Regions from separate parts of the Sus scrofa genome. Here all the other regions are linked to region 3. Evidence: chromatin contacts called from public HiChIP or PLAC-seq data. All regions are on one chromosome and are shown on one strand. Each heading gives the region's core, a stretch centred on a gene start, on an enhancer-like site or on the middle of the called end of the contact. The rest is flanking DNA. Distances are from core to core; before and after follow the strand shown.

Evidence for each region. HiChIP or PLAC-seq counts read pairs in DNA pulled down with a chosen protein or histone mark.
Region 1: an H3K27ac HiChIP or PLAC-seq map of skeletal muscle shows a contact between it and region 3. The contact joins two enhancer-like sites. A contact is called at or near these places in 2 of 2 datasets of contacts at active chromatin or transcription factors (alveolar macrophages and skeletal muscle).
Region 2: an H3K27ac HiChIP or PLAC-seq map of skeletal muscle shows a contact between it and region 3. The contact joins two enhancer-like sites. A contact is called at or near these places in 2 of 2 datasets of contacts at active chromatin or transcription factors (alveolar macrophages and skeletal muscle).

Annotation. Positions count from the first base shown.
Region 1 is chr15:15,833,568-15,837,279 of Sscrofa11.1, forward strand. The region is part of intron 3 of DARS (aspartate--tRNA ligase, cytoplasmic); the gene reads left to right. Among named protein-coding and RNA genes, the nearest start is that of DARS, 25 kb to the left of the region's middle. Within about 2 kb of position 1,969, at least 2 of the 83 cell types and tissues checked have an H3K27ac peak or open chromatin away from gene starts, as enhancers often do. A contact at or near this core is called in skeletal muscle, where this site is marked.
Region 2 is chr15:15,855,874-15,859,614 of Sscrofa11.1, forward strand. All of the region lies in intron 4 of DARS (aspartate--tRNA ligase, cytoplasmic), which reads left to right. Among named protein-coding and RNA genes, the nearest start is that of DARS, 47 kb to the left of the region's middle. Within about 2 kb of position 1,263, at least 9 of the 83 cell types and tissues checked have an H3K27ac peak or open chromatin away from gene starts, as enhancers often do. A contact at or near this core is called in skeletal muscle, where this site is marked.
Region 3 is chr15:15,465,339-15,469,343 of Sscrofa11.1, forward strand. It overlaps THSD7B (thrombospondin type-1 domain-containing protein 7B), which reads right to left. Exons shown (of 37, transcript XM_021075621.1): 7 at 3,126-3,231. Among named protein-coding and RNA genes, the nearest start is that of THSD7B, 140 kb to the right of the region's middle. Within about 2 kb of position 2,638, at least 28 of the 83 cell types and tissues checked have an H3K27ac peak or open chromatin away from gene starts, as enhancers often do. A contact at or near this core is called in skeletal muscle, where this site is marked.

The DNA of each region.
Region 1 (3,712 bases), core at 719-3,218, 370 kb after region 3:
ACAGTGGGAATACCTATCCTTTGTTTTATGTAAAAGGGATTTACACACACACACACACACATTTCTCCTTGTTATCATTCATTACTGTCTATAAGGAAATGCCTTACAAGACATTGAACGGTATAGATCATGCAGTGCCATATATCACTGACCAGAGCCAAAGAAAGAACAATTTGTTCAATAACACCTTTCAAGAACTTGGTGTCATATGTGCTTTGTAGGAGTTCCCTTGTGGCACAGTGTGTTAAGGATCTGGCATTGTCACTGCTGTGGCTCTGGTATTAGCTGCGGCATGGATACAGCCGCAGCTGTACCTGATAGAAGTAGTCTGAACAGATAGTTCTGTTTACCAGGAAACCAGTATTGGGTTTTTTTTTGGTTTTTTTTTTTTTTAGGTCTTTTAAAAATCTTTTTGAGTGTACCATCAAGGTTCTAATATTTGAAAGGGCTTTGAACACAGAAAATCTGGGATCATAGCATTAGAGTCATAATCTAGATCTGTTCTAATAGTGAAGACTACATAAATATGGAATGATAATAGAACCTAAGTTCTTTTATATAAATGATGTTAAGAATATCTTTGTCACTCATCTTTCAATATTTCATTTCCTTAATATATAGTCTAAGAAGTGTATTTCTCTTTTTTTTGTTTTTTTAGGACCACACCAGAGGCATATGGAATTGTACTTCCAGACATTGTACTTCCCAGGCTAGGGGTCAGATTGGAACTGCAGCTGCCAGCCTACACCACAGCCACGGCAATGCAGGATCCAAGCCCTGTCTGTGGCCTATACCACAGCTCATGGCAACACCAAATCCTTAAACCACTGAGCAAGGCCAGGGATTCAGCCTCCCTATGGATACTAGTCAGATTCACTTCCAGTGCGCCACAGTGGAAACGAACACGTTTCACTTAATTCTCCCAAGCATTGGATAATACTGTGTATTTTAAAATTTTTGCTAATATGAGAAGTATAGTGTGTCATTGTTTGCTTCAACCTGCATTACTTTCATTCCCCATAACATTTTTCTCCTTATATTTATTTATTACGGGGTTTTTTTGTTTTGTTTTGTTTTCAAATTATTTGTTGTGGTCTATTACCTATATATATATATATTGGGCTTACTGTGTTCTTTATTCATAAATCTTTAAGGTCTTTATGTATTAAAGGTATTAACTCATAGATTATGCAGATACTTTTCCCAGTGGTTTTTTTGTATATAGATGTTCTGATTTTTTAACTTAGACCTCCCTTTTCTATTGTTTAGTTTAATGTTCAGTTCCATTTTTTACTAAGTTTTTTAGTTTATCTCCTGAATTCCATCTAAAATTAGAATCTCTTTTATTAGAGTCTTGTCAGTTCTTTCTTATGCTTCATACATATATCTGGCTGATTCTCTTGATTCTCTTGGGGTTTTGTTTTTTTTTGTTTTTTGGGGTTTTTTTGGGTCTCTTTAGGGCTGCACTGGCAGCACATGAAGGTTTCCAGGCTAGGGATCAAATTAGAGCCATAGCTGCTGGCCTACACCACAACCATGGCAATGCCAGATCTGAGCACATCTGTGACCTACGCAGCAGCTTGGGGCAATGTGGGATCCTTTAACCCACTGAATGAGTCCAGGGATCAAACTTATATCCTCATGGATACTGGTTGGGTTCTTAACCTACTGAGCCACAATGGGAACTCCTTGTACATTTTTACTTACCGTAGGTTTATAATATGCTGATGGTATTGGGCTTGACTCTTTACCCCTCTCCTCCCCTCTGTTGGCTTTTTTAAAAATTAAAAAATTAAAATTTTAGAACTATATAAACAAACACATTAAACATTAAAAGAGAACATTGAACATTCTTCACTTCACCCATAGCTATTGATTTCATGATTTCTTTTCCCTAGCAGGCATGTCAGATGTTAGGAATATGTTTGCTTCTATGTTTAGCCTCTTGAACTTCCCAGTCTTACTTACTGCTTGTGTTGAATCTGGAGCATGGCCATGATTTTCTTTCAGTCCTTACCGTTCTTCTGTACCTATCTCTCTGATTGTATTGTCTCTGAAAAAAAATTTTTTTTTCTGATTAAAAAAGTAGGAGTTCCTGTCATGGCTCAGCAGAAACAAATCTGACTAGCATTCATGAGGACTCAGGTTTGATCTCTGGCCTTACTCAGTGGGTTTAAGGGTCTGGTGTTGCTGTGAGCTGTGTTGTAGGTTGCAGACTCGGCTCGGATCCTATGTTGTGGCATAGGCTGGCAACTACGGTTCTGATTTGACCTCTAGCCTATGAACTTCCATATGCCTCCAGTGTGGCCCTAAAAAAAAAAAGTAATACATGCTTATAGAAAGCTCAGGAAATACGGAGAAGAGGAGTTCTCATTGTGGCTCAGCAGTAATGAACTCAGCTGGTGTCCATGAGGATCAGGTTTGATCCCTTGCCTCACTTGATGGGTTAAGGATCCCAGATTGTTGACAGCCATTATGTAGGTCACAGACTCAGCTTCAATCTGGCATTGCTGTGGCTCTTGTGTAGCCAGCAGCTACAGCTCTGATTTGACCCCTAGCCTGGGAATATCCATATGCCAAAGATGTGGCCCTAAAAAGCGAACGAAAGAAAGAAAGAACAAACGAAAATAAGAAAATATACATGAAGAACAGAATAATTCTCTTTAATTTCACTGTCCATTAGTAGCCACATTTTGATGTTTTTTCTTCCTCTACAATCAATATCACATTCTAGTGGTTTTTTCTTACACAGTCAATTTTTATATACTTCTTATACAAACAAAATTATGATTGTACTCTATTTGGTTGGATCACTTTTTTCACATAATCATCTCTCATGAGTGTCTAACAAATATTTACTTAGTGTTCCCAGCACCCACCATAGTTTTTGGACATAGTGATCCAGCTGAGAAGTAGAAATGGTAATCAGTCCTCAAATAAGTAGGCAGTGGCAGCAGTGCTGTTAATAGTAATAATAATTAACATTAATTCAGAGCTAACATTAATTGGGAGATTGTCACAACTCTAAACATATTGCTCACATAATCCTTAAGATTTTACATGAAGACTCAAGAAAACCCCATGAGTAATATACTTGTAATTTTTCCATTTTGCAGATGAAGAACTGAGGCATAAAGTGGTTTAATAATTTTCCTGTAGACCCCTTCATAGGAAGAGATAGTAAGGATATGATCCTGTGTCTTGATTAAAAACCCACTTTTACTTTTTACCTTAGATTAAATGTTACCCCTTAGTGCTGTCCTAAAGACACTTTCCTGTGCTTACCGTTTTTATTTTTTTATTTTATTTTTTTGAAAAGGAAATTATGTAATATTGATTAAACTATACTCCTTTGAAGTATACAGCTACTTAAAGCAGCAAATTAAGCTTTTCGGAAGCTAATGTAATAGATTTTTTTTTTATAGCCATATGCTTTTTTTCTTTATGTAAATATTTTCTTTTGTTTGTTTGTTTGTTTTGTGCTTATACTTTTTAAGTCCTATAGAGCTCTCCATTCTCTCTTTGGTGTAGCATTGGAGTTCATCCCAAGATTGTGGTACAGTCAGGTCAGTGCTGCCTCTCTCTGCACTACTAGAGCAGCTAAAATACTTAATAAATCATGCACATTACCTTCCATTTCACACTAACATTGTGTTCTGTGTGTGTGTGTGTGTGTGTGTTTTGTCCTTTTAGGGCCGCACCTGTGGCATAA
Region 2 (3,741 bases), core at 13-2,512, 390 kb after region 3:
TGTACTGTAAAGTACTGTAAAGTGTTAAACCGTCTTACACATACAGTATTAGTTAAAATCAATGTTAAATAAACTTTTTCTGCAACGTGGAATTTTATTTATTTACTTATTTTTATTTATTTATTTGCTTTTTAGGGCCGCACCTGTGGCATATGGAGGTTTCCAGGCTAGGGGTCTAATCAGAGCTACAGCTGCCGGATCCAAGCTGCCTCTGTGACCTAGACCACAGCTCAGGGCAACACCAGATCCTCAACCCACTGAGCGAGGCCAGGGATCAAACTTGCAACCTCATGGTTCCTAGTGGGATTTGTTTCTGCTGTGCCATGATGGGAACTCTTACAAAGTGGAATTTTAGCCTTCTATTAGCAGTTAGCTTATTCAAGTATTCCTGTCCCTCTTGTGTTGACTCAAACTATACACACACACATACATGTAAAACTCTCATGTAACCTTTTACTAGTTTTAACTAGCAAGTTCTAGTCTGACCCTGTTTTCACAAAGTTGACCTTTTTAAGTTGTTTTAATGTTTTTTCTTCTGAAGTCATTCATGTCCACAATAGGTATATATATCTACAGATATAATAGAGATAGACATTTTAGAACTAAATTATCTAAGATTTAAAAAATTACGGAATGGTTTTACTAACATCTAAGTCTGCTATTCTGTTACTAGCATATAGCTACTAGAAATAATAAGGGAAATACTGAAAAAAAATTAATTATAAGTGCTGTGGCATGGGTTTGATCCCTGGCCCAGGAACTTCCACATGCCATGGGCACCTGGCCAAGGTAATATTAATTATAAGAATCTTATGTATCTAGTTAATCCTATCTTCTTTCTGATTTATTCAGTAGACCAATTTGTGATAGCACAAGTTTAGCTTCGCGCCTAGTTTAAGAAATAGATCAGACTTTCAAGTTCCTTTTGTGAGTTGTTTAGTACTGGAAAGTATTAAAATCAGTGGTTGTTTTCTAGTCTAACCGATCAAGTATTTTAACACATAATATTGCTGAATTAATATACTAAAGATAGACTTAGTTCCAGGGTTCAGGTGCTGGATAAAAAAAGAGTCATCTGATTACTTTTGAGAAAGAGAAAGAAGAAAAAAATACTGTTTTCTTTGATTAGACTTTTGGCTAGCCTCCGGCAGAGTGTATTTGGCCACATTCCAGCTTCTTTCTGGCAGGATACTTGTTTAGTCATTGAAAGTAGATATGTTTAACTTGAGTTTGCTTGAAGAAAACTCTCTAATAATGTAAGGCCTCCCACTAGGGAGTCCAGGGTAGTGAGGTAAGAGAACCAAATGGGCCAGGGACGGAGATGGACAGTCATAGGGGGGAGCTCTAGTTGGGGCAGGTCAGGTTGCTCCTTGAAGCAATACACTGATCACATATATCAAATCTTCCTCATGGAAACATGTGAGATACGCAACAGAATTCTCACAAGGCATAAATTATATACTCAGGTATCAAGTTTACCATACAAACAGATATAACAGTGGTGGGTGGCAGTCACAGTGAAGAAAGATTCAACAACTTTAGATTGCCAGTATTAGAAAGCCCTTTTAACAATAAACTGAAGCTTCTTGATCCCTTCAGGTCTTAGGAGCTTTATCTCAGTTCACCAACTACCTTTTTTTTTTTTTTTTTTTTTTGTCTTTTGTCTTTTGTCTTTTTAGGGCCACACCCATAGCATATGGAGGTTCCCAGGATAGAGGTCGAATGGGAGCTGCAGCTGCTGGCCTACACCACAGCTCACAGCCATGTCGGATCCTTACCCCACTGAGCAAAGCCAGGATCAAACCTGCATCCTCATGGATGCCGGTCAGATTCGTTTCCACGGAGCCATGACGGGAATGCCCTACCAGCTACCTCTTAACCATAATAAATTCTGAGTTTCTTCAGTACACAAGATTTCTTGCCAGATACTAGGTGATAGTTCTAGTACACGAGATTTATGAGAGTGCAAGAGATGTGTTCACTATTGATATCTTTCATTTTAAGGCAGTTGGTAACAGACATTATAGAATTCTGGGCAGTGTAGCAAAGGGAAATGAAAATGTTTCTTTCTTCACCACTTTTTCCTATTATCCTCATATTGATCCTTTTCCAAACCCACATGTTCATTGAAATGGATTGTGGTGTTCTTCTCTGTAAAATAAGCACTGTTAGATTTCTGGAATCTTGTCAAATAACACCACAACTACTAAGGACCCAGTTCCTTATTAGAATGAGTAGAATTTTTCTTATGAAACTTAAATGTTTTTGTTTTGTCTTAAACTCTTTAGATTCTGGTTATTAGTTTTACAAGATTTTGGCTAGGGACTTTAGCCATGAGAACTTAATATGTAAGTTAACTAGGGTTTATGATAGTAGATAAACAAGGAGTCCAGGACAGATGTTCCTAATACGTATTTGCCCTTTGTATTGTGCCAACTGCCCCAGGAATTCCACTCTCTCCCAGTTATCACTTTGGCATTTTTCTTCCTTCTCTTTTCAGATCACTTCTGTGGTTTCAGTTACCACCTGAGAGTTTTAATTAATAGTTTTACATGGGGAATTGCCTTTGGCCAGCTCAGCCAGCATCATGCTGACATCATTCCAAGATCTGAATGTTGTATCTTTTCCTTTTCCACAAATGTGCTCTGACACATTTTGTCCAGTACAAGAATATACACAGAAGTAGAACTGGTATGTTTTGTATGGGAGCCACCATTTCATATTACACTCCTTGCTCAAAAATAATCAATTGGTGAATTTAATAAGCCATTTCATGAATTTTATATTTCAGAATTTGGAGTGTCTTGTGTTCAAAATTCAAATTTGTTATAGAATTAAACTGCTAAGGAGATGCATTTATTTCGCTCTATATTTAATAGGCTTAATAAGTTTATATTAAGCTTCATATAGACTGGTTTTTTGTGCTGCACCCATGGCATGTGGAAGTTCTTGGACCAAGGATCAAACCCAAGCCACAGCAGTAACCCAAGCCACAGCAATAACAACACCAGATAGATGCTTAACCCTATGAGCCACAGAGGAACTCCAGCTTCTTAAATGGAATTATACAATCCAGTAGGCCCTCTGGCACAAATCCAATGATAGTGTGTACCCAGAAACTATAGGCAATGAAGATTTAATTGAAGCCACCCTAATGTCCTCCTACTACTTTGAAATCTCAGTTGACCTTCTATTTAACTACATTGCATACCAGTAATTACATTTATTGAAGCCACTGTTTCTCCTTATAGAAAATGCTGATATTAGTAAATTTCAGCTATAGTGAGGGAAGTATTCTTGGGGTCCCAGTCGTGGCTCAGCAAAAACAAATCCTGACTAGCATTCATAAGGACACAGGTTTAATCCCTGGCCTTGCTCAGTGGTGTTGCCATGAGCTGGGGTGTAGTTGCAGACGTGGCTCAGATCTGGTGTGGCTGTGGTGTAGGTCAACGGCTACAGCTCCGATTCAACACCTAGCCTGGGAACCTCCGTATGCTGCAGGTGTAGCTCTAAAAAGACAAAAATAATAATTGAAAGACTTTGCCAGGTCAGTGCTGATCCGCTTACATCTTAAGTCCAGAGTGCTTTAAAAAATGGTAACTAAATTACGGGATCTAGAAAAATCATGTCTTCAGGAAATCTCACAAGGTGTGCTACGTAGTAGTCTATTAGAAGTAAATTAAATAGACTGGCTTTATCTCTCAAGTGATTTACTGTATTAGAGAAGGGTTTAATATAATT
Region 3 (4,005 bases), core at 1,388-3,887:
AGGAGCACAAATAGGATCAGAAAAATCTGTGGATTGTCACGGGGGCATTTTCTTTCCTTAGCCTGAAACCATCACTGAGGACTGGTGGCTAATCACTTTCTGATCTCATTAGCAGTGCTAGGGCTTAAGTGTATTAGTGAGTCTGGGACAGAAAGTGGGTTTGGCTCCAGACAGCAAAGGGATGGAGGAAACAAGCCTCACACACTTGACTTTCTAGAAAGGTCTGTGTGAATCAGTGAGTTTAAGACTTACTTGCATAAAGGTCAGCAGCAGGTTTATAAACCTGACCTAGCAGGTCGCCCTTTGGGAAACTGGTGAAGAGTGGGAGGAGGGCTTTTAGGCCTGACTGTTTCACCAGAGAGCCTCCTTCCAGACCAGCACCTGTGGTGACCTGGACACAGGAAGATGACCTTTCAGAATCTACGCCCAATTACCCAGTTAAACAAACAGAACCCCAGGCGTCTCTCTGGATACCACATTTTTATCATCTTTTGGCTGCATACAGTTTCCAAGAAAGCTGTCCTGTTGAAAAATTGCTAGACAGTGAGAGAAATCAGCGAAAGGTGCATATTGGTAAACAGAACCTCTAATATTCATTGTTTTTCCCAGAAGGGATAAGGCCAGCTCCAGTGCCACCGGATAAAAATGGCTTTGATGGCTGTGGCTGTCATTCGGATGACAAATGTATTTTCCTTTGCTGCCCAGAGCACACATCTCTTGACACACTCATGAGGGGGGGTGTTAATTGCTAAGCTCCACTGGAAAAAGAGAAGGGTGCTGACAATGCACATATTTTAATGAGAGGGTCTGGGCTGCCAGAAAAGGATTGTCTAAACCCTTTGCTCAACTAACTGCCCATTCTGCAAGGAGCGTTCGCTCTCTTGCAGTGAAAGTGGAAAGGTGGGTGGATTAAAAAAGAGGTGGTATGGCAGTTCCTGCTGTGGCACATCAGGTTAAGGACACAGGGTTGTCTCTGTGGTGGCATGGGTTCAATCCCTGGCACGGCGCAGTGGGTTATGGATCATGTTTGATCTCTGGACCTTTCTTATGCTGAGTGTGTGGGAAAGAAAGGGAGGGAAGGAAGGAGGGAGGAAGGGGAGGAGGGAGGAAGGAAGAAAGGAAGGAAAGAAGGGGGGAAGGAAGAGGCGGCAAGACTGCAGAGCTGTGGTGGCTGGTTAAAAGCTGTCTTTGAGAACCCTTACTTGGGCAGGGGATGGGCAGCAGATTCTCAGGGGAGGTGGTCCTTAAAAGAATGAAGCTGGTGTGGGGAAGATGAAGGCAAGCCCCAGCAGGTGTAGATGTAGTGGGGTCTAGCTGGATGCTCAACTGCCTTGGTCTTACCTCCCTTCTCTTCTAACCCCAATCCCTGTAGCCCACATTTCGGGCTTGGGAGTGTGAAAGCTGGGAGGGACTGCTGAGATCAGTTGCAGGCAGGGAAGGCAGGTACTTGCCCCATGCACCTCCTCCTTAGTCGCCTGTGCCTCGAGCAGACATCACTAAGTGATCACACTGTTTGATCTTTTTGAGTCTAAATGCAGCCTTAAAACCTCTAGCTCAGCACTCCAAAAAGCCACGAACAGAGTCAATACACCAGATGAAACCTGTTTTCTAATTTTAGTTTAGTATAACCTCATCTCGCTTTTTTTCTGTTTTAACACATTTCTTATTTATTTGGCTAAAGATTACACATTATGCTAATGTTCTTGATTCTCTCCTTTTCTTTTTCTGTCCCTAACTCCCTAGTCTTTAAAACAAAACAAAACAAAAACAAAACAAAACAAAACAAAAACAACTAGCTTTATTGAGATATAATCCACATGCCATAAAGTAGACCACTTTAAAATATACAATTCAGTGGTTTTTAGTATAGTCTCAAGATTGTGCCACCTTCACCACAATCTAATTCAGGACATTTTAATCACCCCAACAAGATACCCCAAACACATTAGCAATCGCTGCCCACTCTCCCCTTCTCCCCAGACTCTGGCAACCACTAATTTACCTTCTGTCTCTTAGGATTTTCCTATTCTGGATATTTCATATAAATGGAATCATGCAGCATGTGACCTTTTGTGTCTTAGAAGTTCATTTTTTTTTCCGTCCGATTTTGAAACAAGTGTCCTGGGTCTCTGAGAAACCAGCCCCACCTCCCAGGCCTCCTCCCACCCCCTGGAGCATGACCAGCCCTGCGGCCACCACACACACATGGCCTCTGCTGGTTTCTGACACCTCCTAGGCAGGTGCCCAAAAGGCCAGGTTCCAAGAGCCAACGAGGAGGGGTGCTGCCCCCCCCCCCCCAATCCCGCTGTCATGCCGGGTCTGCGCTGCTCATGGCGCTGACCCAGAAGTTAGATCCAGCCCATCCTCGACTCAGCCCACCCTCTGAGGCCCAGAGCTTTGATCCCGGGCCAGGCTTGTCTGGCTGGTCTCCTTCTCCCTTGGAAGAGTTCCCTGCAGAGGGTTTCCTTATGCAGGGAGATTGTCCACCATCGAGGCCAAATCCCAGGGTGGGCCAGCTTATAAGTAAATGCCCTGCTGTGAGCAAATCTCTCTTACTTCCCCCATGACCAGTGGGCCATTCTGGAGGCAGCTCAGAGCCCTGCTCCGGCAGCAGGCGCAGGACACAGGAAGTTCAAACTTGTGCCTTTTGTCACTTTAACTGGCTCCTCCTCTCCAGTCTGTTCCCAGAAAACTCCTTCTGTTTCCTGAGCCTGTCCAGCTGGAGGGGTGGGAAAGGGAGACTGTCTGTCAGATCCTCCAAAGGGACTTCCAGAAATCGAGGTGGGGAAACAGACTTTGAGGAGAGGACCACACAACAGGGACCTTGGGGAGTTTACTTCTTCTGTATGTGATTAAGTGGCCGACAGGCGGAAAGGAGGGCTGAGAGCCAGGGGCCCGGGATAGGAGGCTGCAAAGCCCGGGAGTTCCAAGACATGTGAGTCAGCAGGAGGCAGCATGGGGTGAGGGGCTAGTCAACCACCACTCCTGCATCCTTCTCCTCTCTCAGATTCCTCTCCATCTCAGGATCCCTCAGCCTTTTCCCAACTTCCACAAAGAATCCATCTACCCAGAAGCCATTATCGGACCCCTTGTTCATTCATTCATGCATTTCTTGGTTCACCTACCTTTTCTCAAGCTCAGGATGTGCCCAGCACTGTGCCAGATGCTGCAAATGCAGAACTTGGGGCCCAGAAGGGATGGCCAACAGGAAAACAGTTCAATAAAGGTGACCTGGTGAGAGCACCAAAGAAAAAGCATTAGTTCTTCCTGAGAGTGTAGCTGGGTGTCAAGAAATGCTTTAGGGAGCGCACAGACTACATGGCTTAAACAACAGAAATGTTATTTCTTTGCTGTTCTGGAGGCTAAAAAGCCAAGGTCAAGGTATCTGCAGAGTTAGTTTCTCCCAAGGCCTGTCCCTTGCCTTACAGAAGCCATTTCCTTGTGGGTATGCATATCTGATGTCTTGACAGAGATCAAAATTTTCTTATAAGGACACCAATCATATTAGGTTAGGGCCTGCCCTAAGACCTCATTTTCACCGAATCACCTCTGTAAAGACCTTATTTCCAAACACAGTCACATTCTGAGGTACTGGGGTTCAGGGCTTCAATATGAGGATCTGGGGGAGACACAATTCAGCCCAGAACAGAGAGGTGACTTTGGCTGTGCCTTGAGAGCAGAGCCGAAAACTGAGAGTTCCCATTGTGGCTCAGCAGTAACTAGTACGCATGAGGACTCAGGCTTGATCCCTGGCCCTGCTCAGTGGGTTAAGGATCCAGCATTACCATGAGCTACAGTGTAGGTCACAGACTCAGCTGACATCTGGTGTTGCTGTGGCTGTAGTGTAGGCTCCAATTCGACCCCCTAGCCTGAGAACTTTTTTTAAGGGCTGTACTTGCGGCACAAGTACAGCTCTTAAAAAAAAAGAAAAGGAGTTCCCGTCGTGGCACAGTGGTTAACAAATCCAACTAGAAACCATGAGGTTGCGGGTTCGATCCCTGGCCT